Regions from separate parts of the Sus scrofa genome. Here all the other regions are linked to region 3. The links are chromatin contacts, called in public Hi-C, HiChIP or PLAC-seq and promoter capture Hi-C maps. All regions are on one chromosome and are shown on one strand. The core of a region is the stretch at or near the end of the contact, and the rest is flanking DNA. Distances in the headings are between cores, read along the strand shown. Region 1 holds the start of PSMA5 (proteasome subunit alpha 5). Region 2 holds the start of SORT1 (sortilin). Region 3 holds the start of SARS (serine--tRNA ligase, cytoplasmic). Region 4 holds the start of SYPL2 (synaptophysin-like protein 2). Region 5 holds the start of LOC100624950 (cytochrome b561 domain-containing protein 1).

Region 1 (3,369 bases), core at 259-2,758, 180 kb before region 3:
TTTTTTATTTTTTTGCTTCTTAGGGCTGCACCCAAGGCATATGGAGGTTCCCAGGCCAGGGGCGAATTGGAGCTGTAGTGGCTGACCTACACTACAGCCACAGCAATGCAGGATCCAAGCCATGTCTGCAACCTATACCACAGCTCACAGCAACGCCAGATCCCCGACCCACTGAGCAAGGCCAAGGGTTGAACCTGCGTCCTCATGGATGCTCGTCAGATTCATTAACCCCTAAGCTAGGACGGGAACTCCCCAGTAATTTCAAAAGAACTTCAAAAGAGCAAGCATAGTGAACTTAACTAACATTTTTCAATAGTAAGGCCACATGAGCTAACCAGAAACCTAAAGGATATAATTCTTTTCTCAGAAATCTAACAGATCCTTGAGGATTGCCACTTGGAGTGTCTCCTCAGTTTTATCAGGGTCAAACTTCTTTTGGCTAGGGAACCACAAAATGAAATTCCTGGTGAACTCAAGAATGTAGCAAATAAAACGATGGGAAAAATAAATATCAATATCCAAAATGTCTTATTTCTACATTTCCTCTACCACTGAAATGCCTTGGTCATTTACAAACCTAATCTAGGGCCAAGTTATGAACTTCGCTTGAGAGAGACAGGCCTGGAGAGGTTGAGGCCTTGCCTAGTGGTGTCTCATTACCGGAAACAGAACGCTGGCGTTTCTCTTTTAGTCATAAACTGCCCACTAAATGACTTCCTAACTGGCTTTCCTGAGCAAATAACTCATTCGTTCATAGCTATGAAGCTATGAAGTTGCTTTTCTACCCTTAGGGAAGGGAAGCAAGAAACACACAAAAAGATGGCATTGCCAGCTAATTCTTCATGAATAATAGAAAAAGGCAGTGAACAATTTGAAGCCAGGATTCAGAGTTCTGGGTCACCAAGTCGAAAACCTGTACAGGGGGCAGGGGTTGGGGAGAGGAATGGAAGGAAATGCTGGGAAAATTACCTTGATGGTGCGGTGCGTAAGCTTGAAGGGTTTCCTAATGACTAAACCTCACTAACTTTTCTCAACAAACGAGCCCGAATGCACCGTAGCGCACCCCATCACCTCTCACGTCGAGCCCTGGAGGAAATCCGCGCCGGAGCGGGACGAGCCAGGGATCTTGCGAAACGCCGGGAGGGTAGAGGGCGAAGAGAGACTGGGACCCATGTGCTCTGGCGGGGATTGCGGGAGTCGGCGAGGAGTCTATCCAGCCAAGGGTTCAGTCAGCTCAACTTTCTATACAAGTTCTCCCAGTTGCCAACCTTGGGACGTGGTCACACATTCTCGAAAAAGCGAACTCTCAGCACCTGCCTTCAGCTCCGAGCGCCCCTAGCAACCACTCGCGATTTAAAGCGGAAGAGCGACCTTTGCCCAGCTCGCCCAGGACCAACCGAGGCCTGGCGGGGGAGCGCGTTAGTCCAATCACCTCGGCGGGAACTCCGACCAACCAATAGGAGGCTGACGCAGGAGGGCGGGCTTAAGGGGTCGCCGGCGCACGCGCAGTTGGGAGCGGGACCTCAGTGGTGTGGCGGTGTGGGTGATCTGGGTGCCGGTGGACTCGTGTTGGCCCTTAGAATCCCCGCGTAGCCGCTGTCGCTTTGTCCTGCCGTTACCATGTTTCTTACCCGGTCTGAGTACGACAGGTCTGTGTGGTTGTGGGACGTCGGATCGGGGTTACGGGTGGGCGGGCCCAGGGCCCGGTCTGGGCTTGGGTTCTGCCGTGTCATGGGGGCTCCCCAGGAACCCAAGTCTGGCGGGGCCTGAGGATCTCTTGGCCTCCCCAGCCTCTCGCTGTGATTCTCGAGGCTAAACTTGCGGTTTTGGGCCGCGCATGTCCTACCGCTGAGTCACTGCTGGGTCCTGAGTCGGCACGGAAGCGAGAAACTCCGCTTTGTTCTTGGGGAAAGAAGGCTTGAGGGGCCGTGACTCCGACCTTTAACCCGGGGAAGAACAGGAGTCACCCTACTTCCGTCCATCTTTTCGTGCTGAGCGGGACTGCCTTTTTAAAATGTAAATGTGCTGCCTGGAAGAAAAACAGTTAGAGATCACTTAATGGGTTTGTTAGTTTCAGCTTCTTTTTCCTTCTAGGAGGACCACCTCGTTTCCTGTTTCTTGGTAGTGGGAATAGAGCAGCCATTCCTTTGATCGAGGTGTAGAAGGGCGTGCTGTGTTGTGTAGTTTCTGCAAAAGCGCGAAGACAGTCTCAACTTTGCCCAGATGTGATGTCAGGATTCTCATTTTATGGGAACTGGTATTTAGAATGATTCTTAAGAGTTTTGTCACCGTGCTGATTCAGCTAGCCCTAGGCTTTTCTGACTGGTTGAACAGTGTAGCGAGTTACTTTAAGTGTATGTTGAGACCAAATCAGTTTTTGAAACCAAAACTATGAGATTGTTGTATTTATTTTAAAAAAGCCTTTCAGAGCTTAGAAATGTTAAGTAATATTAACTTGTACATACTTATGCCTACAGCATACTTTTTAACTTTCAGTTTCTGTTTTGGTCAGTTAAGTTTCAGGTAGCTATTAAGCTTTTTTGAATTTTAAAGCCAGGAAAAGCAGATGTTTTCTTTATACTACATGGCTTGAGAAGCTGCATTTCTTTTCAAGTATATATTGAATCTATCAAAAGTTTTATCATGGAGTTCCCTGGTGGCTCAGCGAGCTAAGGACCCAGCGTTGTTAATACTGTGGCCCTGGCTACTGCTGTGGTGTGGGTTTGATCCCTGGCGTGATAACTTCCATATGTCAGGGTTGGGGGGGTGGGAGTGGTGGTTATCACTTAAAACTACCACTTTTCAAAAATCTTTTTACTGACTCATAGAAGATATATGTGAAGTAAAACTGATGTTTTCCTACTGTCTTATAAAATGACTTTTTAAGTCAGTATTTAGCTTCCAGAGCATTGAAGAGAATCATCTTTGGGTGATACAATTTTGAATTAGGCCATGTATGATGGAAATCGTTGTCCTTATCAGCAAGCCTTTATTAAGATTTCTGTAATCATTTACTTAATATCTTCATTAACTGTTTTGTGTTATCCTTATTTGTATCTTCCCAAGAATGTCTAAAATACAGTACTTTTTTATTCACATAGTTAATGTACTTGAATGCTTGCCATGTACAAGGCACTGTTCTAGTTGCTGGTCGTACATACGGCAGAGAACAAAAATCACGATCCTTGTGCTCACATGGGAGACTCTTTTATAGGGCTCTCTGCCAAAGTAACTGTAGTATAAGTTAGAAATGTATTCATGTCATTAGAGAAACTCAAATCAACACTTTGGGAATTTTGATCAGAGATTGTATTCAATATTGGGATTACAGAAAACTTCAAAAGTTGCTGATGCTTAAATTGAGTCTTA
Region 2 (3,469 bases), core at 865-3,364, 150 kb before region 3:
GCTTACACTGTACTGGTGAAACATTTCATATCCTCTATAATCCCAACTATAGAATTATTAAAGGAATAGAATTATAGCATTCTTGAAAGAGATAGAACTTTGGTTTTCTGTAGAATCAGAAAATTTTCTACAAGGTCTTGTGTCCATTTAAGCAGAATGAGAAAATCTGCAAAAAGCAATAGTTTTGTGAAGTGTAACTGCTTTCTATTCATCTTTCTTCTATAGAATTTATCTTGGAGGAAAATATGGTTTTTAACAATAAGATAAATGTATATATTTTAGTTCTGTAAATTAAGTCTTAGGTGCAATATTTCACAAAGGAGATCTGATGATGCAACTTTTGTGTTTATTGCCTGTGTCATTTAGACAGAAGTGAAATACTAAAACAATTCATTCAAATATTTTCTCAGTACCATATGCCAGGTACCAGGTCCCTAGCAGCTGATACAGTTTGAGGAAGGAAATATATACTCTGTAAGCATATAATGATACCTAAAAGCAATGTATTAATAAGCAAAAGTACAGGTAATTCCAACAATTTGAGTTAGCGTTTACTTAGTCGTTTCTCCGAGAGATGGCACTGTTGAGTTGGCTTTTTTCTTTTCAGACAGACAATAGACATCTTTGTGTCACCCAAACAAAGAAATATTCCTGTACAGCCCCTAGTCTCCCCCCAGCTAATCACATGCTACTGGAACTGACTGTCTTGTGATCTACTCCACAGTTGGCACAGATTAAAAAATAGTGCTGTATTAAAAAATTATCTGACACATTGTAGTTAATGGAAAGGAACAAATTGTTCCCCAGTTTTCATGGAGCTTTGTCAGTTCAGTAGCTGAGAACTTGGAAGACTATTCTAGCAATTTTTACCATCCTGCTCAGATGCCATTTAAAAATACCTTTAACTTGTCACCTCTCGCTATGGTTGTTCTGACAAAATGTAAATTTATAAATGTAAAAAATGTAAGTCGTTGCAAATTAACACAACCAGAAGGATTTTAATGTAAGCCTTGGGTTGGGTGCCCTGCACCATTCATTTTGCTCTACAATGAATATATTCTCATTTGGATTTACCTCCAGTTTATAATTAAAAGTAGTTGTTAGCTGCTTTATTTAGGTGTAACATTTTGTATACTTCATATCTTCCTACTTATTACCTTTTCTACTGAGCAACTTCTAGCATTCCAAAGAGTCAATAAGGAGGATATCTAAAACTGGTTTTACTTCCACTGTGTGTTCCAGAATAATGTGCCTCTCCTTCCTGCGATAAACGGAACAGTGTAGGGGTTTTGTTTTATTTACTGGAGACAGGATGCTAATTTAAGGGACATCATATACCGAACACCAAACTTGTGCAATGCACTCACTGCAGGGTTAAAACACTTTGGTAAAGACAGATACGCATCTATACAATGATCATCTCTCAATTAGGCACTGGGCAATTCTGTCCCCCTTTTACCTGTCCCTTATGTCTAAGCTACTTTCTAACTCCAGGAAAACCAATAGGCAGTTCCTCCTTTGGTTAACTCCCTGCAGAAGAGGAAGATGAGTGAGGAGAGAATTTTCTTCGGGCTCGCATGAGTCACGGATGTCCTAATGTCTATCTGCCTCCGCGAGATTTAGCCCACACAGCTCTCACTCACTGTAGACAAATGGGGCACTCCAACCCTGCAAGGGTTAAAAGCCAGACGCACCGGTTAATGACAGAGCCCCCATTTCCAGCTAAGCGAGCTCAGGGATTCCCTGAGGAGATTTTCCAGGCGCTGCAGCAACCCAAGGAATTTTAAGGGTGTCTCTGGGGAAGAAGGGACCAATTCAGCCCCAACTTGAGGGTGCCAGAGGGAGGAGCTAGGGGTCGGGGCCCCACGGAGTTGGGGGCTTCTCGAGAAGGAGGGAAGCTCCCCATGCTAACTCTGGAAGCCCGGCCTGGGAGACGCCGGGCGATGGGGGGATGACCTCAGCGGTCTCTGCCACGTTCCAGCCAATCAGCCCCGCATCTTGGCATCCGAATCCAGGACCCCCTAAGCAGGAGGCGCCGCGAGCCAATCAGCAGTGGACCGGGGAAGAAAGACAGGCGGCCAGCCTATGGGCGGAGAGGTCTGGCTTGGCGTATCCAGGGAGCGCCGGCTCCAGCAAGGGGGGGGAAGGTGGGCGGCGCCGGCGGGGGTGGGCGGGCGCGCCGGGCGGCAGGTGTCGACGGCGTCGGCATTCGGCGGCGATGGAGCGGCCCCGGGGAGCTGCGCAGGGCCTCTCGCGCTGGCCCCACGGCCTCGGCCTCCTTCTCCTCCTCCTCCTCCAGCTGCTGCCGCCGGCAAGCCTCGGCCAGGACCGGCTGGACGCGCCGCCGCCGCCCGCTGCGCCGCTGTCGCGCTGGTCCGGCCCCGTCGGGGTGAGCTGGGGGCTGCGCGCGGCCGCGCCTGGGGGCCCGGTTCCCCGCGGCGGCCGTTGGCGCCGCAGCGCGCTCGATGAGGACGAGGACTGCGGCGGGGTCCGGGACTTCGTCGCCAGGCTGGCCAACAACACACACCAGGTGAGCGGGCGCCGGGCCGGGGCACCGCCCGGACTGTGAGGTGCTGCCCCCGGGCCCCTGGCGGCCGCCCGCCCCGCCAGCGCAGCCCGGCCCTCTGTCTTGTCCGTGCGCCTCGCGTCCCCGCGGAGGAGACCCCGGCTGCTCGCCAGCCCCGCTGGCCCGCGCTCCCCCGGCCGCAGCCCCGAAACTGCGGCTGGCCGGCGGGCGGGCCGAGTTGGGCCCGGGGAGCTGCCCTCAGATGCCGCGGCCGAGCATGTTTCGTCACAGGGGAGGCAGGCTTTGACTTTCACGGGATTCTTTTTTTTTTTAATTTTTTTTTTACTTTTATTTTTCTGTTTAATTGTCAAAATCTCTCGAGCGTCGTTGTTTTCCGTCTGTATAAATAATTAGGATCCAGTAACGCTATACCCCACCAGGAAGCTGGAGGAGTAATTACCTCTTAAGTGCTTGGAGAAGTTGGGCTACGCAGAAGCAAAGGTGTGTCTTCGCCGGGTCAGTACTTTCTGGGTGGGTAGGCGGGTGTTCAGTAATCCCAGAGCAGTTATTAGATTACTGTGTGTTTTAACGGCTAAAGGAACAAGCTTGGCAGTGGGGTTGATAGTACGTATATGATCTCTCTTACGCCTTCGATTTGACCTTCTGTCATGGCATTGGACTGTATCCCATTGTAACAAGATTTCCAACACTTAACACGTTGCAGATATTCTGCTTTGAGTTAGGTCCTCGTCGAAAACTTTAAAAATTATGGCAGTTCTGTCTCTGGGGATAAGCAGCTCAACCTTTGCATAGTACTACTGGTTGACAAAGCCAGTTGTTGGCTATGTCCTGGCTCCTTGCACCTTGGGCGTCTTCCTCATTTTTTTTTTTTTTCTTCCTAGAACTAGCGATTTAATTGCTACCCACATTTGCGTAATATATTTACAATTGAATATATTTTCT
Region 3 (3,621 bases), core at 706-3,205:
GTGGAGTTCCCATTATGGCTCAGTGGATTAAGAACCCCATATAGTCTCTGTGACAAAGTGAAGTTCCTGCTGAGCCACAATGGGAACTTCAGTGGCTTTTCACATCAATTGCTTCTTCCTATGGAAAAGCAAAGTGCCCTGAGCACAGAAGATATTCATGAATTCAACAAACTTTTGTCAAGCCTACCATGTGCAATGCTAGGTTCTGGGATTATTTGTACACATGTGTATATTTATACCCCATATATGTATGTGTATACCCTGGGTACTGACATACAGATGACTAAAACACAACACTGTCCCTGAAGAATTCATCTCCTCACTACACAGCCAATCCTCAGGCAAAAGACAGAACTTCTCACAGACGTGTACATTATACACAAGAGACATTCAAAATCATTTAGTAGCTGGACAATGGCTAGACTGCTAGAAAAATTTGTTACTTCAGACTTCTGACTCAGTAAAACAGTGTCCAGTCTAGTTTTTCCCCCTTCCATTTAATTTAATTCCACTGCAACTCAAAACTTCAGATTCAGATTCAGGTGGTGGGATCTCTCCACAAGGGACTTGACTGTGATACATAGAATCAGCAGACAATCTGAGCTGAACAAATATTCTCCTGGTACCCAATATCCTTATGTTCCAATTCTTCCTTCAGCTCTTTCCCTACCCGGGTGACACATAAATTTAGGGAAATCAACTTTCCTAAGAGAAATCCATCACCTTTTGGGACAGTGACTGACTTTGCAGGGCGCCGTCATAAACCTGGGTTTCAGCGGGTTGCAGACCTATTGCATCAGACAAAATAAACCACGTGTTTGACAGCATCCGGCCAATTAGTGACTACTCCAACTAATCTAGGCAAAGATTGATAGGCAGAGGGTGCTATGGTTTTATTTAGCCTCACGAAAGATGTCCGGATCAGTTCCAGGTTGTAGCCCAACTCCATCAACGTCTATTCCGGAAAACTTCCACAAATCACAATTAAACAGCCTCAGTAATTACGAGTTTTTTCTTGCTTCACCGCATCCCTCTGCCCACGTCTGATCTACCATGGAAGCCCATGGTCGGTTCTTAAAGGACTGCCCACAGTTCAGGGGGATTGCCTTCCCCAAAGCTCTGCGATCACTGCTTTTAGCCAGTAGCGGCCTCCAAAATCCCCAAATGCCTCCAATATGGGAGGAGTGAACCTACTGCGCTGCAGATGTGACTCAGACTGGAGCCTGTGAGTCTATCAAAATAGGGACCACTCTGGCTTTGCTGAAGATAAAAAGACCGGAGGCGACCAAACAGAGAAGTGTTAGGAAAGGGGAGCAATCTCCCCCATTACCCAACAAAATCTGCCCCGACTTTCTCTGGGTTACCCTTGCGGCCGGAAGGCTTGACAGCTCTTAACGCGCATGCGCCATGCTCTTTTCCCACAGACTCAGGAGCAGGGATCCGCGCCCCGCACGCCGGGAAGGGAGGTCTTACCGCCCCGGGGGAAGGGAAAGGTGGGGACCGTCCCGGCTCCCTGGGTGATAGGGAGAGCTTCCGAGCCACCGAAACCTAGGAGGGGGTCTGACAAGGGGTGGAAGCTATGGCCTCAGGAGCAGTATCGAGATCCGAGAGATGTAGCTGGGGTTAGGATCCAGGGATACTCCGCGAGTCTCTGTACTTACATCGTCGCCACTCGCTGTCTGCCTTCACCAGCTGATCCACTAGTCCTGGGTCCTTGAAGCGCTTCTCCTGCGACTCTCGGATGAGGGCTGGGTCCCCTCCTTTATCTACCCGAAACAAATCCAGATCCAGCACCATCTTTCCTCCTCCTGGACCAACACTAAGGGAAATGCACTTCGGGCCACAGCAGTCTGCGAGACCGACTCACTACCCCGGCGCGCCGGCCCGCCCTTCCCGCGCAGGCGCAGCAGAGCGTGCGGACGCCCCGCCTCTCGCCGGAAGCTGCTGTGTGGGGGGCGGGGCCGCGGAGAGGAGGGCGGGGCCGCGGAGAGGAGGGCGGGGCCGCGGGAGGAGGGCGGGGCCGCGGGAGGAGGGGGGGCGGGGGGGGGGCGGGGCCGCGGGAGGAGGCGGGGCGGGGGGGGGCCGCGGGAGGAGGGCGGGGCCGCGGGAGGAGGGCGGGGCCGCGGGAGGAGGGCGGGATAGGTGGACGCGGGCCTCTCGAGCTGTGTCCAGGTCGGGTCCGCTTGTTGGAGGTGTTGTGCTTTCTCATCAATTGTCTTGCTCTGCAGGGGCTCTTGTTTGCCCTATGAAAGAAAAGTGAGTGCCTGTTTCCTCCTTATGTTAAAGGGCACACCTAAGGCGAGGCAGAGGCCTTTTAGTGTAATTACTGGCTTGGAAGCTGGCACCTCCGATAAATGCCTGTTTGGACTGTAGAAGTTTGGGTCCTAAGGTTGGACTCTCTCCCTGAACCTCTACTCTCTTCTCCATCTTGAGACTTGAGTGTGCCTACACATTTTAGTCCCCAGATTACCTCAGCTCAAGATTCCTCCTCTCCTGCCTGAGTTAGAATACTTTTCTTTTTCCTTTTTAAATTTGTTGTGGTGGCGGTGTTTTGTTTTGTTTTGTTTTGTTTTTGTTTTTGTTTTTGTTTGGCCAGGACAGTGGCATGTGGAAGTTCCTGGGCCAGAGATCAAACCTGCACTACAGGAGCAACCCAAGCCACTGCAGTGACAATGCTGGATCTTGAACCCATAGTACCACAGAAGAACTCCAAAGATACCTTTATTAAGTTGCTTATTTGGTGAACTGGATTGTCCCTTTACCTACATTTAAGAACACAGGGTTGGAGTTCCCGTCGTGGCGCAGTGGTTAACGAATCCGACTGGGAACCATGAGGTTGCGGGTTCGGTCCCTGCCCTTGCTCAGTGGGTTAACGATCCAGCGTTGCCATGAGCTGTGGTGTAGGTTGTAGGCTCGGATCCCGCATTGCTGTGGCCCTGGCATAGGCCGGTGGCTACAGCTCCTATTCGACCCCTAGCCTGGGAACCTCCATATGCCGCGGGAGTGGCCCAAAGAAATAGCAAAAAGACAAAAACAAAAAAAAACCCACAGGGTTGGAGAAGCATGAATGATCTTTTAGAGGGACACATGAGGAGTTGTCTGGGTTTCCCCCCCTAGATTCTGCTTGCCTAGGTTGTTAGATTTAAAATCAGTGGAAAGAAAGTGTCAGGAGCTACAGTCTCTGAAGAAAGCATGTAAGAAGACTGTCCTCAAAGGGTCGGGTTCCTTGAAATCTTCTCAAAGTCTGTGGTGGGAGCTGACTGCTTCCATATCAGTGAAGGCATTGCCAGCATGTGTTGTTTGCTCAGTTTCAAAACAGTGATGGGTGCTGCTGGGGCTGCACAGTACTCATAGTGCCCACAGTGTCTAGGGGAGGAAGGCACTGGGCCAATCCTTTAAGAAGGTCATCAGCATAACTGGAAGGATGGCCTTAAAATCCTGACTGCTCCAAACTTCCTTAAGAATTTTCAACATTAGTCTTATCATGAGATTACAGACATCTTCCCTTACAATGTTCATGTTGCTGATAAGTATAACAGAATAATATAATAGCGTATTTCATTTATCAGCTTAGAATCACAGGACTTTTTAAAAATTTTTTTTTTTTAGGGCTGCACCCAC
Region 4 (3,466 bases), core at 290-2,789, 210 kb before region 3:
AAGGACAGAGAGCATGCCAATGTCTCTAAGTACTGGTGAGGCAAGACATGCTATTTCCCTTATAACACTACAGGGGAAACTGAGGCAGATTTCCTCAAGGTCATAGGATAAGTCTAACCAAGGGCAAGGTTCTAACAAGCCAACCCATTTAGAGCAGAGAGGGACCCTCGGGATGGTCTGATCCTTTGACTGATATTAAAAACTCAAGTCCAAAGAAGAGACTTGCTCAAGGTCACATAGATAGAAAGGGTAGGGTAGGTCCAGATCTGGAACCCAGGGCCGCAGCTTTCCAACTCATGTTTGTTTTTTGTTGTTGTTGTTGTTGTTTTCTGTTGTTATTGTTGTTTGTTTGTTTTTTTTATGCTATGAGCCACATTTTCGTCACACTGGTTTTTACTGTCTAATTTTTTTAAATTTTATTTAATCCTACAGCCATGAACCATATACATTCATTCATCCACTCTCGCACTTACAGAGAGAGGTTACTCCAGTGACCTCAACAAGGCCACAGCCAGCCAGGACCCTGTCCCTCGAGCCCACCTCCAGGATCAGTCAGGTCATGGTGGGTTTGGGGGCAGGATGGTTTCCATCGCCTGCCTCCTTCCCTCCTCTGCCCTCTGCAGCTTTCCTCATCCCCCTTGTCCTCTTCCCCCCTCCTGCCACCAACGAGCGGTATGTGCAGGATCAGAGTTCTGGAAAGGTTACAGCCGGGTCCGCTCGCCTGGGTGAAATGTGAGCGCCCTGGGCAAAGGCTCCTTGCACATAGAAGGACCGAATCCGGGACTCCGCATGCCTCGTTCTTCATTCGCCTGCCATCAAGTGCTGGGGAAGCAGCCCCAGCCCGCCCCTCCCCCGCCCACCTGTCGCCGCCCCCCACCCTTCCGTGGGGACCGCCGCAGCACCTCCCCGCCCCCCACTCCGGCCGCATTGCTTCGGGTCAGCGTCACAGTCCAGGCTCCCGAAATAGCCCACGGCTGGGGCAGCTACTCACCCACTGGAGAACTTTGATGAAGCCTAGCGGCTCCTCCAGCCGTTGCCAGCGCAGCCCCACGAGCAGGCGGTCCACCTGCGGAGACAGGGCCGGCCCCGGGTCAGGACGGTGGGGGACCCGGGAAATCGCCGGCCCCCTTCCTCCCACTCACACCCAGAAGAGGGGCGGAATAAGGGTCGACCCGACACCCAGGTGGCGAAGGGGCGGTGAGAAAGCTCCCAGGGGCGCGCGGGGAGTACCTGCTGGCGCGGCGACTTGTCCTCGGTGCGACTCGAACTCTCCGTCGAGGACATGTTGGCGCGGCGGGGCCGGGACGCGGTGCGGGGGCTGCGGGGGTCGCGGTGGGGCTGGGGGCTGCTGACCCGGGGAGCGGGAGGCGGGCGAAGCCGGAACGCAAGCGACCGTCGATGGCCCGGGATCCAGGCTGCCGGGGTGGGTCGTGGGGGCGCTGCTGCTCACGCTCGCTGAGGCCGCGGCCGCCGCTGTGCCCCGCCGGCTGCAGAAAACCCCCGAGTCCAATTCAAACTTCTGTCAAACTCGCGAACAACTTGGCAGCCGCGTCACGTGGCATGCGCTTGCTAACCCTGCTCCCGCCCACTTCGCTCCCGGGCTCCTGCCCGCAGGACGCCTTAAAGGGACCTGTGGCCTCGGCGGGCAGTTCGGCCGCGAGGGGGCTCGGATTCTTTGCCAGGGCTGGTCCCCAGCAAGACACCGCGGCCGCTCCAACCTCATGGCCAAAGGTGGGAACTAGCCTGGCGTGCTAGTTTCTCTTTCCCAAGTTTCCTGGAATTGAAGGTGCTCTACGCCGTCTTCTCTTCTTCCACACCGTAATACTCAGAACCTAAAGGATTCTCATAAAGGCATTACCAGTGCTGAAATAAAGTTCTAAAGCTTATGGTTAACACACCACTTGCTTCCAAAATCTTAAAGAGCCAGTTCAGACGAAAAGGGCAATAGAATATATAATTTCTCACTTTTTATTCTGTCTGGTTAAGCATTGCTTTAATTTTTTTAACAACAAAAGCCATTCTGTGTTACTAATTTATCAATCATTTGAAACTCCTTTAAAATAGCCATCACCATTTAAATGAGTGAAGATAGTCTTTGAGGTGTGTAATGTGTATTGATGTTGTTGCACACAATCCACCTTAATCTTGCCCCTAATTTTCAAAACGTGTTTGCAGGAGCCCGAATGTTTAATGATGAGTATTACACATTCAGTTTGCCTGAGTGTAAATGTAAGTATTGAAAAGTTAAGTGATTTGCCCAAGGTCACTGAGTGTGAGCCAGTGGTGGGGGCCAGGGAACTCACTTTCACCGCCCAAGAACTGGCTCGTAAATATGAATCCATTGCCTCACAGTCTTTTTGGAGGTCCCTTCTGGTATTTCCTGTACTTTAGAATGACTGCTTTTTGAATATTTAGCTGTTATTAATACAATTCATTTCCCCATTAAGTGCCTTCCAAGGTTGGGGTGGAGGGAATGGCTGGGGTCAAGTCACCTAGGCTTAAAGGAAACTTCTCCAGTGGACTTCCTTGCAAATCTAGGCTAAACAAGGAACTATTGAGTCCACAATCCAGTTGTGAATAAATTATCCTGTGCTCTTAGGGTCCTTTGCTGTGGAACAGGGACAACAATTTATGTCCTTATTTCATAAAGTGATCATGAGGCTTTAGTTGCGGAAGCTATATAAATGCCCACATAACATAACACAAATATGAAATAATGTACTTATTACCAGTGTCTACAACATGTACAGAATACAACCCAATCAAGAAAGTATCAGAATAACACAGCAAAAATCCACAGACCTACCTTCTAGCCTTGTTAAATGTTAACACTCTTCCTTGTTTGTCTCAATCCTATTCTTTAAAAACAAAATAACAAGTGCATATAAAATCAAACCCTGTGCAATATCCTCATCTTATCCTCCCCCTTCTTCCTCTTTCCCTAGAAGTAACCACTATCTCATCCTGCATTTTTTTTATTAGCCTCATGTCTATTTTGTTACTTTCTGTATATATGTGACTGTATCTAGAAATAATGCATATTTATCATAGTATTGTTTTTCAAATTATTTTAAACTTTATCAAAATAATGGGATGCTTAAAATAACCTTCCTAAACTTACTTTTTTACATAATGTTGTGTTTATGAAAGTTGTCTGGCCTGACGTACCTTTAGTTTGTTCCTTTTAGCTATACGGAATTCTGCTATATACACACATCAAGTGTATTTATTCACTTACTCTCGTACTGATTGACATTGAGGTTATTTCCAAACATCTATTCTCACAAACAATGCCGTGTTGCATGTCTTTGTGCACATGTGCTTAGGCTGGTCCACTGCACTATGTTTCCAACCTTCCTTTCTTTTTTAAAACACAAACCCTGTAAGAAACAAATTTTTATGTCATGACCCATTGTCTAAATTGAAAGAAAAATTTCACAAGGAGTTCCCACTGGAGTGCAGTGAG
Region 5 (3,302 bases), core at 322-2,821, 240 kb before region 3:
GCCCCTACCCAGCTGTGCCAGGACACCAGGTGGGGCAGCTCACTGCGGGTCCTGCTGGAGACGATGAAGCCCAGGCCCAGGGCTGCACAGAGGATGGCTAGGGTCTGCCCTGCCCAATGGAGTCGGATCCGGACCTTTCGGGAGCAGAAGAAGAACGGGGAGTGCTCAGGCGAGAAGAGTAGGATGGCCTCAGCCATGCAGAGGCAGAACTGTGAACATAGGAGAGGGCTAGTGAGCCTCAGGCCCAGCTTGGAGGCCTAAGAAAAAGGAGGTGCCCTCATATATTCAAACAATGAGGACAAAGGGTGGGGGCTAAGAACTCCCACCAGGACCCCCTGCCTCCCAGGTCAGCATTTCTGGGCAGAATTGGGAATCCACACTTCAATGATTCAGGCTGACATCCAGCCCCCTCCCCACCCCCTCCACAATGACTCCCACGTCTTGACCAAGGGGAAGGGCAAATGGTAAACTTCCTACTGAACTTTGGGGATCGGGAGCGACTGGAGAACACCCTTCCAATTCCTCCTTTCAGGCCTTAGCAGAGAAAAAATGGTGTCTTCCACGCCCTCCACCCCCTTCAACCACCTGACACTACCTAGAGCCCAGCCTTCTGTGTGCCCTGATCTCCTAAGTTGCAGGGAAAGATGGGGCCCTGGCCATTTCCCCCACCTCTCTGAGCCTTAGAAAGGCTGAGCCTTCTCAAGGCTGGATGCTTCCTTAGGGGAATATCCAAACAAATCACCTGCAGAAAGAAGCCCAAACTCACCGCCAAGGCCATGAATACAGGGTGCCAGGAGAAAAAACCTAAGAATCAAAGAGAACAGACTGACGGCTGGGCACCATTCTTTCTGCCCGCGTTTGGCCGGCTGGAGCCCAAAGAATCTGGCTGGAGAAGAAAAGTCACAGTGTACTATCTCCAACACTAATCAGCAATCAGGAACTCAGCACAAAGTGGAGCAACCAAGAGGGCAAACAAACCAGTTTGGCCCGAGTTCCCAATTCAGCGCCTCGCAGCAATCAGCCAAGTCCTAGAATAGATCGTGGCCTCCCTCCTTTACTTAGATCGTCCGTGAGGGGCTCCGCTTATGATGAACTAGTGAGTTTATTCCGTTCACTTCAGTCGTCTCCTCTCCTCCCGGCACCCAAAGCCCCACCCTTCCAGGACCCACCCCCAGGGCCACGCCCCACCACGCCCTTACTACCCTTCCACAGTCCGCCCCTCCACTGCTAGGGTCCCCACTCCACGCTTCTCCTAGCGCTCCCGGGCTCTGCCCCTCCAGCATCTCGGCTCCGCCCCGTCCCCTGGCCCCGCCCCCGTGCCCACTCACTGGTTCCCGGCCGGGACAGCACAGTCAGAAAGATGGTGAAGCCCAAAGCGACCAGGTGTGCCAAGATCCCACAGCCTCTCCGCAGCCAACGCGTCAGTCTCGGCTCCCTCGGCGGAGCGGGAACCAGACCTACCTCCAGGGGCTGCATGGCGGTCCCCGGCCGCCGCACCCTCCCAGCTGCCGGGGCACGTCTTCCGGGTTTGCGATCGCGGAGGCGGCCTTGGCTGCGGGAGAAGCTCCTCCCCAGGACGCCGCCGGCAATACGGCGGATGCGCCCACAGCGCCCTCTGGGGGCTGGGGGGAAAGAGCCTCGGCCCCGGAGAGCCCCGAGGGCAGAAGGCGACTGGACAGCTCCCGGCCCAGCGCTTTCCTTCAGCCAGCCTCATTTGCATTTTGATGTCTACAAGGGCTTATGGGGCTGGTGTCTCAGGCAGCCTGTGGAAATTATGTTTATGACAACTGATTTCACCCACATCACAAATCTGGTACACTGGGCCAAGCGTGTGAAACCCGTGTTTTGAGCAGTTTTCCAGAAATACTGAATTTCCCCGGTTGGCCACTGTCTCCCATCATCCCTTCTTTCGTCTTAAGGGAATAAGATTCCCCTCTGCTTAAAAGTAAGAAGACTGAAAGAATAAAGCTAGAATCTGGTGCCCTGTGCCTGGTAAATTCAGGGTTGAGGACCAAAGGCGGGCCATGCAACAGTCCTATCCCCTATCTGCGCAGTGGTTGTTGTCCCCAGTGAGACAAATGGAAAAACTAGGGCACTCCCAGCGCTGGCCGCCTCCACACCATCTGCTCAGCCCTGGGGAGCCAGGTGATCCTGAGGGACTGGGGCCTCCCACATGCCCGCTGCCTCCCACATCAAGGGAAGTTCTGTATGTGATCATACCCTTTTCCTTCCTGCCTCCAAAAAAGGTGTGGTTCGGCTTAAAGAGGTTGCGCCCCTTCCTTATGGGTAAACCCACAGGTCAGGGAGAAAAAGGGACCAAAGCAGGCCGTCCTGGGTGCAGTTACCCACTTAAGCTCCAGTGGCTGAGAAAATAAGGCTGCTAGCAAGAGGCAGGAAGAGCTGAAGAAACGTGAGGCAATAATGTGGAGACAGGATGGAGGCCTAGGGTTGCTCAAAGACCAGAGAAGAGCCACAAGCTGATGCCCACAGACCCTCAAGGCAAAGATCCAAGAGCCGGGCCAGGGGTGTGGCTCCCCTCCCCCATCCGGTCTCCTTTCCTAATGGGACTGTAGTTCCTGTGGCTGTTGCTCACTCAGAGCTGGAGCCGCACATGCCTCCTCATCCTGAGACTCCCACAGTGATTCCACCCCCAGCCATTTCCACAGTTTTAAAGGACAAAAAATGTACAAGCCTAAGAGACTTTTCTGCAGGCAAGCGATGGGAGCTGGAGCCTGGCTGCCTATCATCTCAGCCTCCTGGGGTGCGGATGGGGACAGTAAGGACACTCGTTTTGTTACATTTCTTTGCTTCCTTCTCTATGTTTGTTTTTGTATTTTCTTAGCAGCAACAGAACAGGGAGACAGTCTTGAGGTATTTTAAAGAGTTTTTTTTCTTAAAAAAAATAATATAAAGTTATAAAAAGCGGCAGCAGCCTGGGGCCCGGATCTGGAGGGGAGGAGGTGCTGGCGTCTCCATCGCAGTGGGCAGGCACTTTCTCGTTAATGGGCTTTTGACTGCAGGAAGACAACAGGCAAGAGACAGGGTCAGGCTGGGGGGCGGGAGGGGGTCTACCCATCCTCCTGTCACTGCACAGGCCATAAAAGTAAGGCCTGATTTCCTCCCGATGGTCTGGCGAGTAACACTGGGCAAGGGGGAAGACGAATGCCAGCCCCAGCAGAGGCAGCCCAGAGATCACCCAGGCCCACATGTGACACACACACTCGAGCCCTGGGCAACTGTCAGACTTACTACTCTGGTGTGGGCACCAAAGGTGTTGGTATGCACCTGGCTAGTGCTTGGCC

What was found. Promoter capture Hi-C pulls out the DNA fragments that hold promoters and counts their contacts. A called contact is a pair of places that touch in the nucleus more often than the background predicts. HiChIP or PLAC-seq counts read pairs in DNA pulled down with a chosen protein or histone mark.
Region 1: a contact with region 3 is called in a Hi-C map of liver, with 6 times the contacts expected there. The contact joins the promoter of PSMA5 here to the promoter of SARS in region 3. A contact is called at or near these places in 2 of 47 Hi-C or Micro-C datasets (heart right ventricle and liver) and 1 of 2 datasets of contacts at active chromatin or transcription factors (alveolar macrophages).
Region 2: an H3K27ac HiChIP or PLAC-seq map of alveolar macrophages shows a contact between it and region 3. The contact joins the promoter of SORT1 here to the promoter of SARS in region 3. A contact is called at or near these places in 2 of 47 Hi-C or Micro-C datasets (embryonic fibroblasts and skeletal muscle) and 1 of 2 datasets of contacts at active chromatin or transcription factors (alveolar macrophages).
Region 4: an H3K27ac HiChIP or PLAC-seq map of alveolar macrophages shows a contact between it and region 3. The contact joins the promoter of SYPL2 here to the promoter of SARS in region 3. A contact is called at or near these places in 1 of 5 promoter capture datasets (fetal liver) and 1 of 2 datasets of contacts at active chromatin or transcription factors (alveolar macrophages).
Region 5: a promoter capture Hi-C map of fetal liver shows a contact between it and region 3, with 3 times the contacts expected there. The contact joins the promoter of LOC100624950 here to the promoter of SARS in region 3. A contact is called at or near these places in 2 of 5 promoter capture datasets (fetal liver and liver), 2 of 47 Hi-C or Micro-C datasets (heart right ventricle and liver) and 1 of 2 datasets of contacts at active chromatin or transcription factors (alveolar macrophages).

What each region holds. Positions count from the first base shown.
Region 1 is chr4:110,693,921-110,697,289 of Sscrofa11.1, forward strand. PSMA5 (proteasome subunit alpha 5) reads left to right here and starts at 1,509. Exons shown (of 9, transcript NM_001144901.1): 1 at 1,509-1,649. The coding sequence starts at 1,621. It overlaps LOC102167065 (a long non-coding RNA gene), which reads right to left and starts at 1,419. Exons shown (of 2, transcript XR_303194.3): 1 at 970-1,419.
Region 2 is chr4:110,718,996-110,722,464 of Sscrofa11.1, forward strand. It overlaps SORT1 (sortilin), which reads left to right and starts at 2,115. Exons shown (of 20, transcript XM_013997288.2): 1 at 2,115-2,530. The coding sequence starts at 2,219.
Region 3 is chr4:110,872,757-110,876,377 of Sscrofa11.1, forward strand. SARS (serine--tRNA ligase, cytoplasmic) reads right to left here and starts at 1,956. Exons shown (of 11, transcript XM_001925670.7): 1 at 1,662-1,956. The coding sequence starts at 1,797.
Region 4 is chr4:110,661,660-110,665,125 of Sscrofa11.1, forward strand. It overlaps SYPL2 (synaptophysin-like protein 2), which reads right to left and starts at 1,540. Exons shown (of 7, transcript XM_021090083.1): 1 at 1,231-1,540; 2 at 992-1,066. The coding sequence starts at 1,284. It overlaps LOC110260359 (a long non-coding RNA gene), which reads left to right and starts at 1,073. Exons shown (of 2, transcript XR_002343532.1): 1 at 1,073-1,197.
Region 5 is chr4:110,634,367-110,637,668 of Sscrofa11.1, forward strand. LOC100624950 (cytochrome b561 domain-containing protein 1) reads right to left here and starts at 1,572. Exons shown (of 3, transcript XM_003355263.4): 1 at 1,329-1,572; 2 at 767-804; 3 at 1-209. The coding sequence starts at 1,476. It overlaps ATXN7L2 (ataxin-7-like protein 2), which reads right to left. Exons shown (of 11, transcript XM_021090075.1): 11 at 2,867-3,014. The coding sequence ends at 2,914.